5 separate regions of the Mus musculus genome follow, and all the other regions are linked to region 1. The links are chromatin contacts, called in public HiChIP or PLAC-seq and promoter capture Hi-C maps. All regions are on one chromosome and are shown on one strand. The core of a region is the stretch at or near the end of the contact, and the rest is flanking DNA. Distances in the headings are between cores, read along the strand shown.

Region 1 (2,888 bases), core at 102-2,601:
TGCATGTGTATTTGTATGTGTGTTCATGCAGATGTGGTTGTGCTGGTCAAAGGAAAACCCCTAGTGCCAGCCACTCCTTTTAGGCAGGTTCTCTGTTATTCTGAAACTCACTGATCCCTGCCTCCACAGCACTGGCGTTAAAATCCTGCCACCACACCTGCTATTTTTATATGGTTCTGGGAGTGAATTCAGGTCCTTAAGTTGCAATGCTTTGTAAAGGATTTACCAACTGAGCCATTCCCTTAATCCCCACGTTTTTTCCCCTAGCAAGATGTTCCGCACCTGTTCCCAGTTCTGTGCTTCAGTATTTGTTTTCTTTCGTTTTGTTTCCCCGAACTTCTAAAAAAAAATTTTTTTTTTTAATGTGTATGTGTGTTTTGCCTGCACACAAGTCTGGGTACTGTTTGCCTGCCTGGTGTCAGTGGAGGCCGGAAGAGGGAGACAGATAACCTGGAACTGGAGTTAGGGAGGCTGTGTGCCACCAGTTGGGTGCTTGAAATTGAACACAGGTCCCCTGGAAGAGAAATGAGTAGTCTTAACTATTGAGCCATTTTTCCAGCCCTCCCAGAATTTCTTTGAATAATTCTCTCGGGGAGTCCCAACCTCCTCTCTAAATACGGCTGAGTTCCAGAGCCCAACCAAGAAGTAGGCGTGCAAGCTGGGCGGTGGTGGCGCAAGCCTTTAATCCCAGTACTTGGGAGGCAGAGGCAGAGGCAGAGGCAGAGGCAGAGGCAGGCGGATTTCTGAGTTCAAGGCCAGCCTGGTCTACAAAGTGAGCTCCAGGACAGCCAGAGCTATACAGAGAAACCCTGTCTCGAAAAAACCAAAAAAAAAAAAAAAAAGAGAGAGAGAGAGAAAGAAAACAAAACAAAACAAACAAAAAAACAAAAAAGAAGTAGGCGCACACCTGGGAAACTGACCTAAGACACAAATGTGTGTCGGGTCCAGCTTGTGTATCCACCCTACACCAACTATGGGGAACACATCCTTGCAATCCTGATACTCAGCAGGTGCAGGTACGAGTGGATTTAAGTCCAACTTAAAGCCATCTTGAAATGTTATTACTTTTTTTTTTTTTTTTTTTTTTTGGTGGTGGTGGTGGTGGTGGGGTGAGCGTATAAATTGCAAGAGTCAGTCTTCCACTAAGGCTTCCAGAGCTACGAACTCGAAATTATCTCACTCTTCGAGACCATTGCGCAGACGCCAGTACCCTGCGCGTGCTCTCCTGAAGACCCGCCCCGAAAGCACGCCTGGAGCATGCGCACATCCCAGCGTCGACGACACGCCTCCGGAAGCACTGGCAATTTCGAGGGCGGGATCAGAAAGCGTATCCGAGGGACGAGAGGCTCGGGCGGAAGTTGTCCCCGCGGTGGCGGCGGAGAATAAGGCCTTGGTACGGCAACGGGGACGCTCCGGTAGGCTGGAGCTACGGGCGCGGAGCCGTCTGAAGGTACTGCGGGGCGGGGAGGCTGGGCGCTCGCGCGGGAGGTCGCGGTCGGGGTCACGAGTGGCCGCGACACGGGACACTGCTCTCCCTCCGACGGCGGTGATGCGGGACGGCGCGAGTGACTCCGAAGCCCCGGCGCCCCGGCTTAGAGTCCTGCGGCCTCCCGGGCGACCTCTTGGCCAAGGTCACCCCGCGGCAGGTGCACCGCCGCCTGGAGCTCTTGGAGAATCCGCCCCCGGGGCGACCTCCGGGTCGAGCCACCCACGCACGAACCGACGCCGCGAAGGAGAACCTCGCTGCCCTGAGTTTCGCCTCTTTGTCAGACCGTTGTCACCTGTTTTGTCCTCACCTGGCCTCTTGTCAGCTGGAGTTTATACTTTGCATCTTTGGTGGTGACAACCTTTGGACTTTGTCTTTACCTCTGTCTCCTCCCTTGCCTCAGTGTTTTTTGACTCTGCTTCTGCCCCCTCGGGCCGCCCTCTGGTTCAGGGCCCGAAAGTCACACTGACTTCTTGGTCATTTGTCTGTCTGTCTCTCTGTGTGTGTGTGTGTGTGTCTGTCTCTCTCTCTCTCTCTCTCTCTCTCTCTCTCTCTCTCTCTCTGCCAATGTTGTGTTCTTGTTCTCTCCTTCCCAACTGAGTTTGTTTAGGCAGGGCGGGCCTTGCCTGGACCTCTGAGCCATGGAAGGTGACTCATGACCCTGTAAAACTCCCCTGGCCGGGCACCATTACCAGTGGCCCGATCACAGTCTGGTCTCAGTTCTGACAAGTGTCACCAAACCTAATAAAGTGTCAGGAGCTACTGCTTTCACGGTGAAGGCCCATCTCAGGATCTAGGCAGTGGTTTGCGCAGGTCTCCACAACTCTTTGCTCTTTCCAGAAACCCTGGGTGGCCTCCAGGGCTGTTTGGAGCTGCTCTGTTTAACCAGGCCAGCATCTACAGGCTTAGGAAGGACTAGACTTCCATCTGCCTCTGAGACCCTTAACTTAGCACAGTAGCAGAGTTCTAGGAGCAGTTTACTGAAGAACTTAGAAACCTAATAGGAATCCATTCCCTGCTTGTTTCCAAAGTATTGTCTGAGACAGAGACACCATAGGGAGGAACACTGAAACTTTTGGAGTGGAGTGTATCTGGAATAGACAGGAGATGAAACATATTTTATCAAGTGCCTGAGTCAAGTAGGCTGCCTCAGTGGATACAGAGTTTTAAGAGATGGAAAGAACGTTCTAGAAATGGTTTGTGCACAACAGTGTGAATGCTACATAACTAACTCTGGTTTGCAACATTTAGTTGAATCCTTTGTAGCAATGCAAGCCAAGCCCTTCCCAGCAGCAGGTTCAGCTGATGTGGAGTTCCTTTCAATCTTGTAGCAGCAGTTTTCCCCTCCCTCCCGGCCCCTCTGGAGTCAGTGCAGAGATCTACTGAGGGGCAGCTTGAGAAA
Region 2 (2,888 bases), core at 110-2,609, 490 kb after region 1:
AATAGTCTTGTGATCAAAACTTCAAACTGCTGGTTGCTACAATTGGGTGGCTGCAGTAACGTAAAACCACTGTACAGACGGGATGGGCATTTTAAGGCTTAGCCTGCTCACAGCCCTCTAGAGATGAAGACACCCAGGCACAGAGAGGGACTAGGTGCCTCTCACTGGTTCTTTCTACATCTGTACGGATGAAGCTGCCACAAAGGTAGCGATTAAGCAGAGCAGTAGAGGCACACAATCACAGGGAGACTCGGGGCGGGAGGACAATAGAGATAATTACCATGATCGTGGGGTAACCAGGGAACAAGGGAATCACTAAGTTCCACTCTGTCCCACTTCTGGAATGGGGGACCTTGCCTGACAGGGTCCTCATCATCTCAGAATTCTAGACATTTGTAGCACTCATGATGAAGGTGAGCTGCTACCAGAAGCACCAGGTCAATGTCAGAAAGTCCAAGGATAGGAACAGGTGGCCCAAGAGAGTTTTCTTGGAGCCTTTTCACCCTGACGCTCTCTGAAGCAGAAGTCAAAGTTGGGGAGGAGCCTATTCCAGGGAACTGTGGGTAGTAAGGGTGGGAAGTCTTTCGGGAGCCAGTGTGATCCATCGCTGACCCACTACTACCCTCATTAGTGGAGGCTAGATTTAGAGACAATTCCATATAAAAATTAAAATAAAATAAAAGTAAAAATATAAAGGATGGCTCAATGCTTACGAACACTTGTTCCAGCAGAGGGCTCAAGCATGCACACACATGGCTCACAACAATCTCTAACTCCAGTTCCGTAGGATCTGATGATGCTTTCTGAATTCTACAAGCACCAGGAATGCATGGGACACACACACACACACACACACACACACGTGAACATGTAAACAACACTCATACAAATAAAGTTTAAATAAAAGCAAAAGAAACCACCAAAATAGGGGCAGCGAGATGACTCTGCTTGTAAGGTGTTTGCCCTCAAGCTTGACGACCTCCGTTCGATCCGGAGGATCCACTTGGTGGAAGGAAAACAAACTCAGGGAAGTTTACTTCGAACGTGCACAGGCACACTGTCACCTCTGTCCATCCCCCCCCCCCCCACTCCCTCCAGCCCCCAATAGATGATTAGAGGGAAAAACAAAAACAAAACACCCAAACAATCTTTCCATTCTCATTGGCAAGCTCAGACCTGATGGGCCACGCCTTCAGACTCACACCACACTCCAATTGGACAGTCGTGCCTGGGTCCCGGACACAGCTCCCTGCAAACCTTTACTTGGGTCGCTGGCGTAGTTCAGCTCCATTGAGCTTTGCAACCGGCTCTGTACTTCCATTGGCCAGCTCTGGTTGGGGGCCGGGTTCTAGCATCCCATTGGTCACTCCTGCAGCGGAGGCCGCGCTCGCCCGAGCGGCGACAGTTCGCGGGTCAGGTCCTGCTGACATGTCTCCCGAGGACCCCCAGGAGACGCAGCCGCTATTGCGGCCACCGGAAGCCAGGTGAGGACTCCCAGGGGCCGCGGTCACTCTCTCACGCCCGGCGACACCGCTCACGCCCCGCCTTGTACCCGTAGGACTCCCCGCGGCCGCCGGGTCTTCCTCGCTTCCTTCGCCGCCGCTCTGGGACCCCTCAGCTTCGGCTTCGCGCTCGGCTACAGCTCCCCCGCCATCCCCAGCCTGCGGCGCACCGCACCCCCGGCCCTGCGCCTCGGAGACAATGCGGCCTCCTGGTTCGGGGTGAGCCCTCTGGGGAGTCCTGGGTCCCCCACTCTCTGCCGCACCCCAGGATCCTCCTCATTCTCTTTCCTCTGAGACTAGGGGGCGTGGGGTGGAAGGATCGTGGGCCATGGCCCCTGGTGGCCTCCTCTTCAGCCCGTCCCGGGTCCCCAGGCCGTCGTGACCCTGGGCGCTGCTGCAGGGGGCATACTGGGCGGCTGGCTCCTGGACCGTGCAGGGCGCAAGCTGAGCCTCTTGCTCTGCACCGTGCCCTTCGTGACTGGCTTTGCTGTCATCACCGCGGCCCGGGATGTGTGGATGCTGCTCGGAGGCCGCCTCCTCACCGGCCTTGCCTGCGGAGTCGCCTCACTAGTGGCACCGGTGAGTGGTTTGAGCCTCCTAGATGACCTTTGCCAGGCAGGGGGCAGCCGGTCAGCAGCGAGGCAGTTCCTTACTGATCTTTTACTCTACTATGGTGGTGTCACTGTATGCTAGGCAGCGATAACGGGAATGCCCCTATTTTCTTGTTAACTGGGCAGTTCTACTCTGGTTTGTCCCTAGGATAGGCTGCAGGCTCCCTTCACTGCTTGCAGTGAAGGCTACATATACCTTGCAGCCCACACACCTGGACCACTTACCTGGACACAGGCTTCTCTCCCAGCCTCAGTGCCCCCCTGTAAAGTAAGGCCTAGTCCCGAGGTGGTTTCGGCCTTTGCACAGGAAACTGCTGGCCCGGGATAGTGTCTGAAAAGATTTAGACCCTAGCAACTGAGGGTCACCAGCAACCTGTGGCTACACACTTGGATGACCACCCATCCCTCCTTCACTTCCATGGCCTCCTGCTTATCCTCTTCATCTGTTGGAGGCGTGAAGGAGCTAGAGGAAAGGGAGACTGGGGACCTGTGGGTTGTTTTTGTTTTGTGTTTGTTTGTTTTTACTAGAGCATAAAGTATAGGATAATCTAGAAGTATGTATGGATAATGTCTAGTGACTCCTGAGATTAGAAGTGATGGCACCCCTGTTAGGACTGGGCTGAACAAGGACACATCAGACAGCAAGGGAGAAGTCTTTCGTTCTAACTCACATCTGTGCATATTAAATGTGTGCTGGGCTGGGCCTGGTGGCACATGCCTGTAATCCCAACACTTGAGGGTTAAATACATGAAGATCAGGAATTCAAGGTTTTCC
Region 3 (2,888 bases), core at 143-2,642, 440 kb after region 1:
TATACAAAAAAAAAGTGTCAACCGCATATCTAGGAACTCATTTTGGAAAGACAACTAGGGTCAAATTAGATAGAGCCATCTTGGCACTAAGTATGAACATTCAAATGAGCAGAGGAGAGTCAGAGGTGTAGGTCAGTGGAGGAGCACTGGGGTAGACTGTTTGAAGCCCATGTGCATGTCTCTCCCTCAGACACCCTCGTGACTGCTTCCTGAGCTCCTATGGGTCCCAGAACAGGTCAGGGTATAAGGAAGCAACGGGTGGAGGGAACGTTGTCCTTCAAGCTGGTGAGGAGGTTTGCACTGGGAGAGGAGCCCGGTGGCTTGTCAAGGCCACATGACGTCCGGCTGTGCAGTGGCTGTGGTGGTTTGCTACAGTGTCTTAACTGAGTGACCCTTGTCAGAGCAGCTCTTCTCACCATGTCATTTCTCCTCCTCACAGGTGGAAAGGAAGCGCCACATTGGAAACGATATTGTCACCATCGTGTTCCAGGAAGGAGAGGAGTCCTCTCCCGCCTTTAAGCCTTCCATGATCCGCTCCCATTTTACACGTATCCTGGGTCTTCATAAATGCTCCTGCCCACCAGCCTCCTGGGGCCTCCCAGGACATGTAATAGGCAGCGTGACACCCACCTGAGCGGCTAGTCTGACACCCGCCACCGGGCAGTGTGCCCAAGTGCTGCGTGTTTCTTTCTTGCCCGCCTCTGAGGCAGCGGGGAGGAGTCCTCGGGGACTGTTTCATTGTGTTTCTCAATTTATACACACACAAGATCCCTTCACCACACCCTCCACTACCCTCCCATCCTTCCCCTCTTCTGACCACCCCTTCTTCCTAACAAGGCCCCTCTGCTTTCTCACCTGGGTGTGTCCCACCTGTGTCTAACCAGGGATGCAGTTAAAGCCTACGCAGATGGTCATTTATTTGAGTGAGAGCAGCTCATCAGTAGCTACACCACTGAGAAAATGACTTTTTTTTAAATTATTTATGTATGTGAGTTCACTGAAGCTGTATTCAGACACACCAGAAGAGGGCATCAGATCCCATTACAGATGGCTGTGAGCCACCATGTGGTTGCTGGGAAATGAACTTAGGACCTCTGGAAGAGCAGTCATCCACTGAGCCATCTCTCCAGCCCGAAAATGGCTCTTTGTACCCCAGCAGCCATTAACTGCCTATAGCTCTTCAGGGAGGGGCAGGGCCTCAGGAGCCCCTCCCCATCCACAGTGGGATGTTGATGGGCCTAGGCCAGTACAGGTAGGCACTGGCTGTGAGTTTGCAGGTCAGAAGACAGTGTTTCCCAGCTCACTTCCGGCCTGCTGCCTCAGACCTCTGGGTGCTAGGGTTACAGGAGCATGCGACCACACCCACATTGACTTTCAGAATGCCTCCTCTTTCCTCAGGAAGTCTGTGAAGTGAGGCAAGCTTCCTATTATGAACTGGTAATGAACAATTGTGAAGGATAAGTAGTGACCCCTCTGGGAAGTGACGTCAACTATAAAATCTGTTGCCGCATGCCTGTAGTTCCAACACACTGAAGGCCTGGGCCTGTGTGTGTGTGTGTGTGTGTGTGTGTGTGTGTGTGTATCTGGGCATGCAGACTGACACCTGTAATTACAGCACCCGAGAGGCTGAGGCAGGAGTTCACTGTGAGAAATTATTCTAAGCCTGATACTACCTGCTAAGTTGAAGTATGCTGCGGCATGGTAACATTAACAATGTTACGCACATCGCCTAACCCTGCCCAGCTCACTGTCTGTAGATGCCCGTGGTGGGGCTGGCCCTCTCAACATTGCTCAGCCAGACAACCCCAGGGCATGTGTTCGTCCTATCTGCCAGACCTCAGTCACGGCCCACTTACCATGGTTACAGGCCAGGAGAGCCAATCTCAAGGCAGCGGCTCAGAAGGTTGGCCACAGTAAGGAAAGGACATCTAGTGGGCATTCTCAGAATGAAGTTGAGTCTCATTACTCCTGTTCCCAGAGACCCCGGGAAAAACACCGGGGGACAGACCACTGCGCATCAGGTGCCTGCCAATAAAACTGACTTGTCTCAAGTCAGACAACAGAGCTCACAAGGAGGTTTTTAAAAGTTGAAATGGCCAAATTTCTCCCACAAGGGTAGGGGTTATAATTAAGGTGAAGACACACCCTCCTTGGCTCCTCCTACTTACAGCATAATGTCCCCCATTTATTGGGCTGTGGCACTAATATTCCCCTTTTCCTGGTGACAGAAGGCTTCTCTGAGTGAAGCCCAGAAGACAAGGTAGCTAGATAGCTAGAGACACTTTAGGGTGCTCCCTATTAGACATTCTGCACACTGGCCTGAGCACATATGCAGGTGGTCGGTGTGACCTCATCCCGCAGAGTACAGGAGTGGCTGCACCCGAGTGTTGCTGCCTTCAGCCCCAGGCAGCAGCAGGGCTGGAGGTGAGATGTGAGAGCAGGCCAGAGGAGCACTATTGGGTGCGGCAGTTGTGCTCTTTGATTTATTTTTAAAGAGTTGTATTGAGATTGAAGCCCCATAGCATATCATTTGTCCTTTTTTCTTAAACGCTGGTGGAAGCCAGGTCTCCCACAAGTCCCGAAAGTGCTCTGCCACTGACCCACAGCCCGAGCCGCTCGTTGAGCTTCATCCCAAGCACAGGCGCCTCTGCTCAGCAGCTGCCAGCGGCTACACTGGCTCGGTCTGTTTTGTCTGCCAGAGGCAGGAGGAGAGGGAAAGTGTACAGCAGAAACATTTCCATTGTTTCCCCGTGTGGTGGAATAGATGAGTAGCCGGCGCCAGGAGCTGCTGCTCTGGTTCCCTGGCTGCTTGACTGTTTCATGGATTTCCTTATACACTCCCATGACAGCTGTGGAGGCTTCACCTAACCTTTTCCCAGTATAAGACC
Region 4 (2,888 bases), core at 216-2,715, 420 kb before region 1:
CAAGTGGATCAGAAAATGCTACAATTTTATTTAATAGGCAACAGCTATGTATGTATGTATGTATGTATGTATGTATGTATGATGTATGTCAGTGTCTTAGTCAGGGTTTCTATTCCTGCACAAAACATCACGACCAAGAAGCAAATTGGGGAGGAAAGGGTTTATTTGGCTTACACTTCCGCATTGCTGTTCATCACCAAAGGAAGCCAGGACTGGAACTCAAACAGGTCAGGAAGCAGATGCAGAGGCCATGGAGGGATGTTCCTTGCTGGCTTGCTTCTCCTGGCTTGCTCAGCTTGCTTTCTTGTAGAACCCAGAACTACCAGCCCAGAGATGGCACCACCCACAATGGGCCCTTCCCCCTTAATCACTAATTGAGAAAATGCCCCACAGCTGGATCTCATGGAGGCATTTCCCCAACTGAAGCTCCTTTCTCTGTGATAACTCCAGCCGTGTCGAGTTGACACACAAACCAACCAGTACAGTCAGATATGGTGTTGATTCTCATCATGGGTAGTTAACGGGTAGGCTTTGGGGAGAGCGGTTTTCTTGGCCCAGATGATTCTGGGAAATGGCTGCCTAAACAAATGAACCAGGCTTTTGTTTGTCTTGTCTTACTATGGGACTTCCCAGAAGTGTCCATAGAGTCTCCCAAAGGTGGACAGATGGGTGTCACACAACACTTACTTTGTTAGACAGCAAGCATTCTTCATAAAATCACATATATTCAGGTCTCTAGGGATTGGAACTCTGCACTTGAGTTCTTGGTGGTGTTATCTCTGTTAGATCTTGATATCAGGGTTATGATAAACCTGGAAATATGTTTTTTTTTTCTTTTGCCTGTAGCAAGTTTTTGTTGGAGACAAGGTCTCTTTTCAAATCCTCTGTGGCTTTCGGGCAACTCACTATGTAGACCAGGTTGGTGTTGAACTCACAGAGATCTGCCTGCCTCTGCATCCCAAGGGCTGGAATTAAATGGAGCACCACTGTGCTGGGCTCTGTACCAGTTAAGAACACAGATTGTCTGTTTCCTTATGGTGCGTTTGGACTTGTTATAAACCCATTTGGATCAGTGGTGTTTCTGAGTGACACAAGTACCTGGATTGTATGCACACATTTGAGAATTGTCCCCACGGGATCTTTTCCTTGACAGCCTGCTTGGCACCATTTGCTTCAGGAGCTGACTATTTTGGAAAAGCACAGGATGTGTGACTATGAGTCCCGATGCCTGAGCAAATCCAAGCCGGCTACCGTGTGATCCTCTGTTTTAAATATCCCGTTTAGCACATGTCCCCTCCAGGGCCTGCAGGCCTGGCTGTGTAGGGGCAGGTGGTTCAGGGATCAAAGGCTGCTGATGCCTCCTTTTCTTACAGCCTGAGGGTCCTGCTCCATTTCTTCCTGACTTCTGTACCTTTCCCCAGGCACTGCAAGGGCAGGCATGCTACACTAGATCCCTCCTCAAGGCTTGCCCCCAGGCCTCTGTGGGTAAATCATTTGCCCAGCAAGAGGGGCAAGCTGAGACCTGCTCTGAGAGTGGGGTCAGTCTGAGGCCCGGCTGCACCGCATTAGGTTAGCCGGATTGTGGGCAGAGCAGAGGGGATCGCCCCGGGGTGCAGTCAAGCCTACAAGGGACAGGTGGGAAGGCGTCTCTGCAAAGGGCCACTCCGGGCCTGCAGGCCTGGGTGTCAGAGCGTCTTGCAGGGACCTACAGCTGGGCTGAGCGGTGGACGAGGGGGACGGCGAGGCCTAGCAGAGCCGAGCGGAGGCCGACTGGGGGCGGGGACCGAGGGCACCGGGGGCCACAGGGCGGTGCGCTCCCGGGCTCCGCCGCAGGCTGCACGCCCCTCCCGCCCCGGCCCCGGCCCGAGCCGCTGCTGCCGCCGCCGCCGTCGCTGCCGCCGCCAGGCCGCGCCCCGCCCCTCGCCGCCGCCGCTCCCGGGGAGGCTGCGCTCGAGCTGCGGCGCCGGCTGCAGCCGCCTGGGCCCCGGGCCCGGCTCCTCCCGCGCCGCCCGGGCGATGAGAAGCTGCTTCTGCGTCAGACGGAGCCGGGACCCGCCGCCGCCGCAGCCGCCGCCGCCCCAGCGGGGAACAGTTAAGTGAGGCCCGCGCGGGAAGACGGGCGGGGACGGGCGGGCACGGGAGGAGCCGGCCGGGCCCAGGCCTGCGGGCGGCTCGCCCAGCCCCGCGTGGGGACAGGCCCCGTGAGGGCGGCCTCCGCCCGGCGCGGTGCCGCAGGCTCTCGGGGGGCTCCGGCTCGGCCTTGCGGCGGGAGCGAGCTGGGGACTCGAGTCGCAGCAGCGCTCCGAGGGTGGAGCCAGGTGAGGGGCGACGATCTCCACCGGGGCACACGCTGGGGACAGTTCCCTTGACTCGCCTGGCCTGGGGTCCGGCTCTCAGCTGTCACGTGGGTGCGGATGAGCGCGCACCTGACCCTCAGACATCATTACCTGGGGGCACCCGAACTGTAGGGCACCTGTCTGCAAGGTGACCAGCCATCCAGGAAGCGTGGTGGGCATGTTGATTAGCCTCCCCTTGCAATGACTCCAGCCAGGGCAAGTGAAGCCCAAGGGACTGATTAGCACCGCACCAGGGACCACATCCTCAGAGACAGACACAGTGAATAAGGTAGAGCCAGGAGCATCTTTGTTTTCTTTGTCTTTAGCACACAGCTGTCCCTAAATTATCAGCCTGTTTCTTCTGTCCCCTGACCCCAACGACCTGTTCAGCAAGACAAGGCAGGCCCAAGGCAAATGGCCATAGCCCCTACTCCCTGCCCCCACGGGAGACCCAGAGCGCCTGGATTTCAGCCACATTGGCAGACAGCAGGCAAGGCTCCTCTTTCAGGGCCTTTGTCTCTGGTGATGCCTTGTTGGGGTAATCGCCTATGT
Region 5 (2,888 bases), core at 211-2,710, 340 kb after region 1:
ACTGGTAGACAACCAAAGCTCCCCTCAGCCTCACTGTGTCAGACCACAAACAGCCACCAGGAGACAGTAGTACCTCCTTTTGCTGACTGGTTAGATCCTGAGGTAGCGCAAACCTCATGGTGGACCCCAGTTCAGGCAGGAAGACCCGCACCATCCAGGCACTCCTGAAGTGAGAAAGAGGCGACATGGGCGGGGCTAGATAGGCGGGACTTGTAGGCGGGGAAGCTAGAGGGCTCTTGGGGTGGAATAGCCAAGGGACGAGAGAACAAAATTGCTCTAAGTACAGACCTCAGCTTCAAGAGAAAAGAGGCGGAGCTCCGGGGTTGGGGGCCATGCCTGTGGGCGGGATGTGGAGAAAGGCGGCCCCCAAAAGAAGGCGGTGCTACGATAGAAAGGACCAAGAGGTGCTGAGGTGAGGAGGGTCAGCAGAGAATCCAGCAATCGGAGCTGTGGAGCGGCGGGCCGATAGAGCGCTCTGTGCTGGAGGGGTAGGTGGGAAGGGCCTAGATCTGTGGGAATGGTAAGGAGCGGGAGTGATGGGCCGTGGACCCGACGAAGTTGAGGATCCAGTGGGCATTGGGAGCCTGCGTGCGCTACACAGAAGAACGGAGGGAGCGCGGGTAGAAGATCTTGGTGAGGCCAGTTCAGGAGGGGCGTGGCTGGAGCTGGTGTAGAGGCAGGGTGGGGCCTGCACTGGTCTGAGAAGGGCCGGAGAAACGGAGATCGTTAGCTCGGGGCGTGGCCTGTGCCCAGACTAGGGAGTGAGGTGGGTTTGGCTAAGAGATGGGGCGGGCCCTTGGCAAAGCTGAAGGGCAAAGGGACTGACTGGATAAGGGTTTGGGGTGGGGCCTGAGCCCACTGATAGGTAAGGCTTGGTACTTGGGGCGGGGCACGGGTGGAGCCTGAGCAGAGCTGAGAGGAGATCTGCGTGATTGGGGCGGGGCAAAGGCGGACAGGGGCGGGACCTGAACCTAATTCAAATAGACTGGGTTGGGGCGGTGAGGGGGCGGGGCCTAAACCCAGCTGAGTGGTGAGGGAGGATCTTCTAGATTAGGGGCGAGGCAGGGGGAGGGCCAAGGCCTCAAAAAGGACCAAAGGGAGTGGATTCGGTAGGAGATCAGGGAGGTTCCGGAGACTAGCTCCGGAGAGATGAGGCAAACTTCGCTAGGCTAGGGGCAGGGCTTAAAGCCAGAGGTTCGGAAGAGGCGTACCTGCTAGAATGGGGGCGGGGCAGAGGTGAGGCCTAAAGCCAGAGGCGTGGTTAGGCCGTTAGAGTAGGGGCGGGGCCTAAAGCCTCAGGCGTGTTCAAGGGACCTGATTAGAGTAGGGGCGGGGCTTGGACCCCGCGAATAGTCTGAGGGCGTGGTTAGGCTGGAGTTCGGGGCGGGGCCTGAGGTCCCAGGCTGGGCTGGAGTTTGGGGCGGGACAGAGGCGGGGCTTGGGTCCGGTGAGGGGTGCGGGGCGGGGCGTGGGCTGCGGCGCGCTAGCTGAGCGTCCGGCCGAACACCGCCGAGGCCCGAGCCCACCCGAGTGTGCCCGAGCCGTCGGCCCCCGCCCGGGGCGATGGAGCAGGAACCCGGCGGGGCTGCCGCTGCGCTCCTGCGGCAGAAGAGGGCGGCGCTGCGGCGCAGGGGGTGCAGCTTTGAGAGTCCCAGGTACCGTTGCCCCGGAGGGGTGCAGCCTCTAGGGGTGGGAGAGGGGAGTAGGCCACGTGGGGGTTGGCGGTGTGAGGGGACAGAGTGTGGCGAGGCCGCGGCGTGGGAGGGAGTCGGCGCAGAGCCCAGTAGAGCGGCCGGGCCACGCTGAGGGAGTGCCCAGCGGGAGGGCTAGAGACCTGTGTCCGGCCGGCAGATGATGTGGACGTCCGAAGCCTCGGCCCTGTGACAGGCCCTGCACACTACGGCTCAGGGAGGTCTTGGGCTGTGGAGAACGCGACCTGCCTGCTTCTAAATGCTCAAGGACAAGGTCGGAACCCCTAAGCCCCCAAAAGGACACCCTTTAGGCTTCTCTTGCTTTCTATAATCCATCCTCGCACCCCAAGTGCCTGGCCACCTGCTGCCTATGGCCCCGCCCATCTGTGGTTGGGGTGGGGGGCACCCTGCATAGTTCCTAGGTCCTTTCTCTTTCCCAGGTTGTCCGTGCCCCTCCCGGACTTACCTTCCTTAACTGGCGCCCTCCTGAGGAACCAGCCTGGCCGTAGGTGAAGCTTGGCTGCTGCCGGACACGCCCTTCCCTTTGCGGCTCTTGCCCATGCCTATCCCCGGCTTACTCCCACCTCCAAGGAATTCCTTGTAACTTGAAATGGGTCCTGCTTCCAGGTGGACTCATTCCTTTCAGAATGACTCCAGCACCACCATCTGGGCCAGATTTTCATCAGTATTCTGTAATAATGGCCTTAGGGAGGGTATCCTGAAGCCAACCCCCTTCCTCCTAGCCTACTGCTGCCTGCACCCCTGAGTTTTTAATTGCCATAGCATGGGTAGGGACGAGGAAGAGAAAAAAGATGTAGGACTCTAACCTCCACTGAGGTGGAAAAGAGAGTTCATTTGCTAAGGCACAAAGCAAACCAGCCAAGATCCTTAAAGGAAGGTGTGATGCCCTTAATTGGCCTTTCTCAGACTCAGTCCTTGACACACTGCTCCAGCAGTTCTGATGCTGTGTGGTAAGGACAGATATCAAGGCTGCTCTAGCCGCTGCCCTAGCCTCTTCCCCATCACCACAGCTGCCTCAAGCCTGGCCCATCACAGAGCCTGAAGGGCTTGGGCACTCCTCCCTCAGGCTGTAGAACTGCTCATCAATTCTTTTTGAAAGTCTTTCTTGAACTCTAGGCTTAGCTTTGTGTGATCAGCACCTGGGCATCTGCCAAGAAGGTTCTAAATATTTGTGTG

The links. HiChIP or PLAC-seq counts read pairs in DNA pulled down with a chosen protein or histone mark. Capture Hi-C pulls out chosen DNA fragments and counts their contacts.
Region 2: a promoter capture Hi-C map of liver shows a contact between it and region 1, with 2.4 times the contacts expected there. The contact joins the promoter of Slc2a8 here to the promoter of Zbtb43 in region 1. A contact is called at or near these places in 4 of 39 promoter capture datasets (the C10 cell line, HPC-7-derived erythroid cells, erythroid cells and 1 more), 2 of 484 Hi-C or Micro-C datasets (the G1E-ER4 cell line and embryonic stem cells), 7 of 115 datasets of contacts at active chromatin or transcription factors (T-cell acute lymphoblastic leukemia, bone marrow-derived macrophages, cardiomyocytes and 2 more) and 4 of 9 other capture datasets (adipose tissue, embryonic stem cells, liver and 1 more).
Region 3: a contact with region 1 is called in an H3K27ac HiChIP or PLAC-seq map of large pre-B cells, with 5 times the contacts expected there. The contact joins the enhancer-like site here to the promoter of Zbtb43 in region 1. A contact is called at or near these places in 3 of 115 datasets of contacts at active chromatin or transcription factors (T-cell acute lymphoblastic leukemia, large pre-B cells and stem cell-derived neural progenitor cells) and 2 of 9 other capture datasets (adipose tissue and liver).
Region 4: a promoter capture Hi-C map of adipose tissue shows a contact between it and region 1. The contact joins the promoter of Mvb12b here to the promoter of Zbtb43 in region 1. A contact is called at or near these places in 1 of 39 promoter capture datasets (hippocampal neurons) and 2 of 9 other capture datasets (adipose tissue and pancreatic islet).
Region 5: a contact with region 1 is called in a promoter capture Hi-C map of liver. The contact joins the promoter of Garnl3 here to the promoter of Zbtb43 in region 1. A contact is called at or near these places in 18 of 39 promoter capture datasets (the 3T3-L1 cell line, the C10 cell line, the HPC-7 cell line and 11 more), 3 of 484 Hi-C or Micro-C datasets (cardiomyocytes, muscle stem cells and uterus), 11 of 115 datasets of contacts at active chromatin or transcription factors (T-cell acute lymphoblastic leukemia, astrocytes, embryonic stem cells and 5 more) and 4 of 9 other capture datasets (adipose tissue, liver, macrophages and 1 more).

Annotation. Positions count from the first base shown.
Region 1 is chr2:33,466,995-33,469,882 of GRCm38.p6, reverse strand. Zbtb43 (zinc finger and BTB domain containing 43) reads left to right here and starts at 1,351. Exons shown (of 3, transcript NM_001025594.1): 1 at 1,351-1,450.
Region 2 is chr2:32,980,554-32,983,441 of GRCm38.p6, reverse strand. Slc2a8 (solute carrier family 2, (facilitated glucose transporter), member 8) reads left to right here and starts at 1,359. Exons shown (of 10, transcript NM_019488.5): 1 at 1,359-1,484; 2 at 1,559-1,721; 3 at 1,875-2,081. The coding sequence starts at 1,429.
Region 3 is chr2:33,023,740-33,026,627 of GRCm38.p6, reverse strand. Garnl3 (GTPase activating RANGAP domain-like 3) reads left to right here. Exons shown (of 30, transcript NM_001355200.1): 13 at 440-548. Among named protein-coding and RNA genes, the nearest start is that of Slc2a8, 43 kb to the right of the region's middle. Within about 2 kb of position 1,392, at least 40 of the 459 cell types and tissues checked have an H3K27ac peak or open chromatin away from gene starts, as enhancers often do.
Region 4 is chr2:33,886,523-33,889,410 of GRCm38.p6, reverse strand. It overlaps Mvb12b (multivesicular body subunit 12B), which reads left to right and starts at 1,465. Exons shown (of 10, transcript NM_175184.4): 1 at 1,465-2,091. The coding sequence starts at 2,017.
Region 5 is chr2:33,129,191-33,132,078 of GRCm38.p6, reverse strand. Garnl3 (GTPase activating RANGAP domain-like 3) reads left to right here and starts at 1,460. Exons shown (of 30, transcript NM_001355200.1): 1 at 1,460-1,655. The coding sequence starts at 1,564.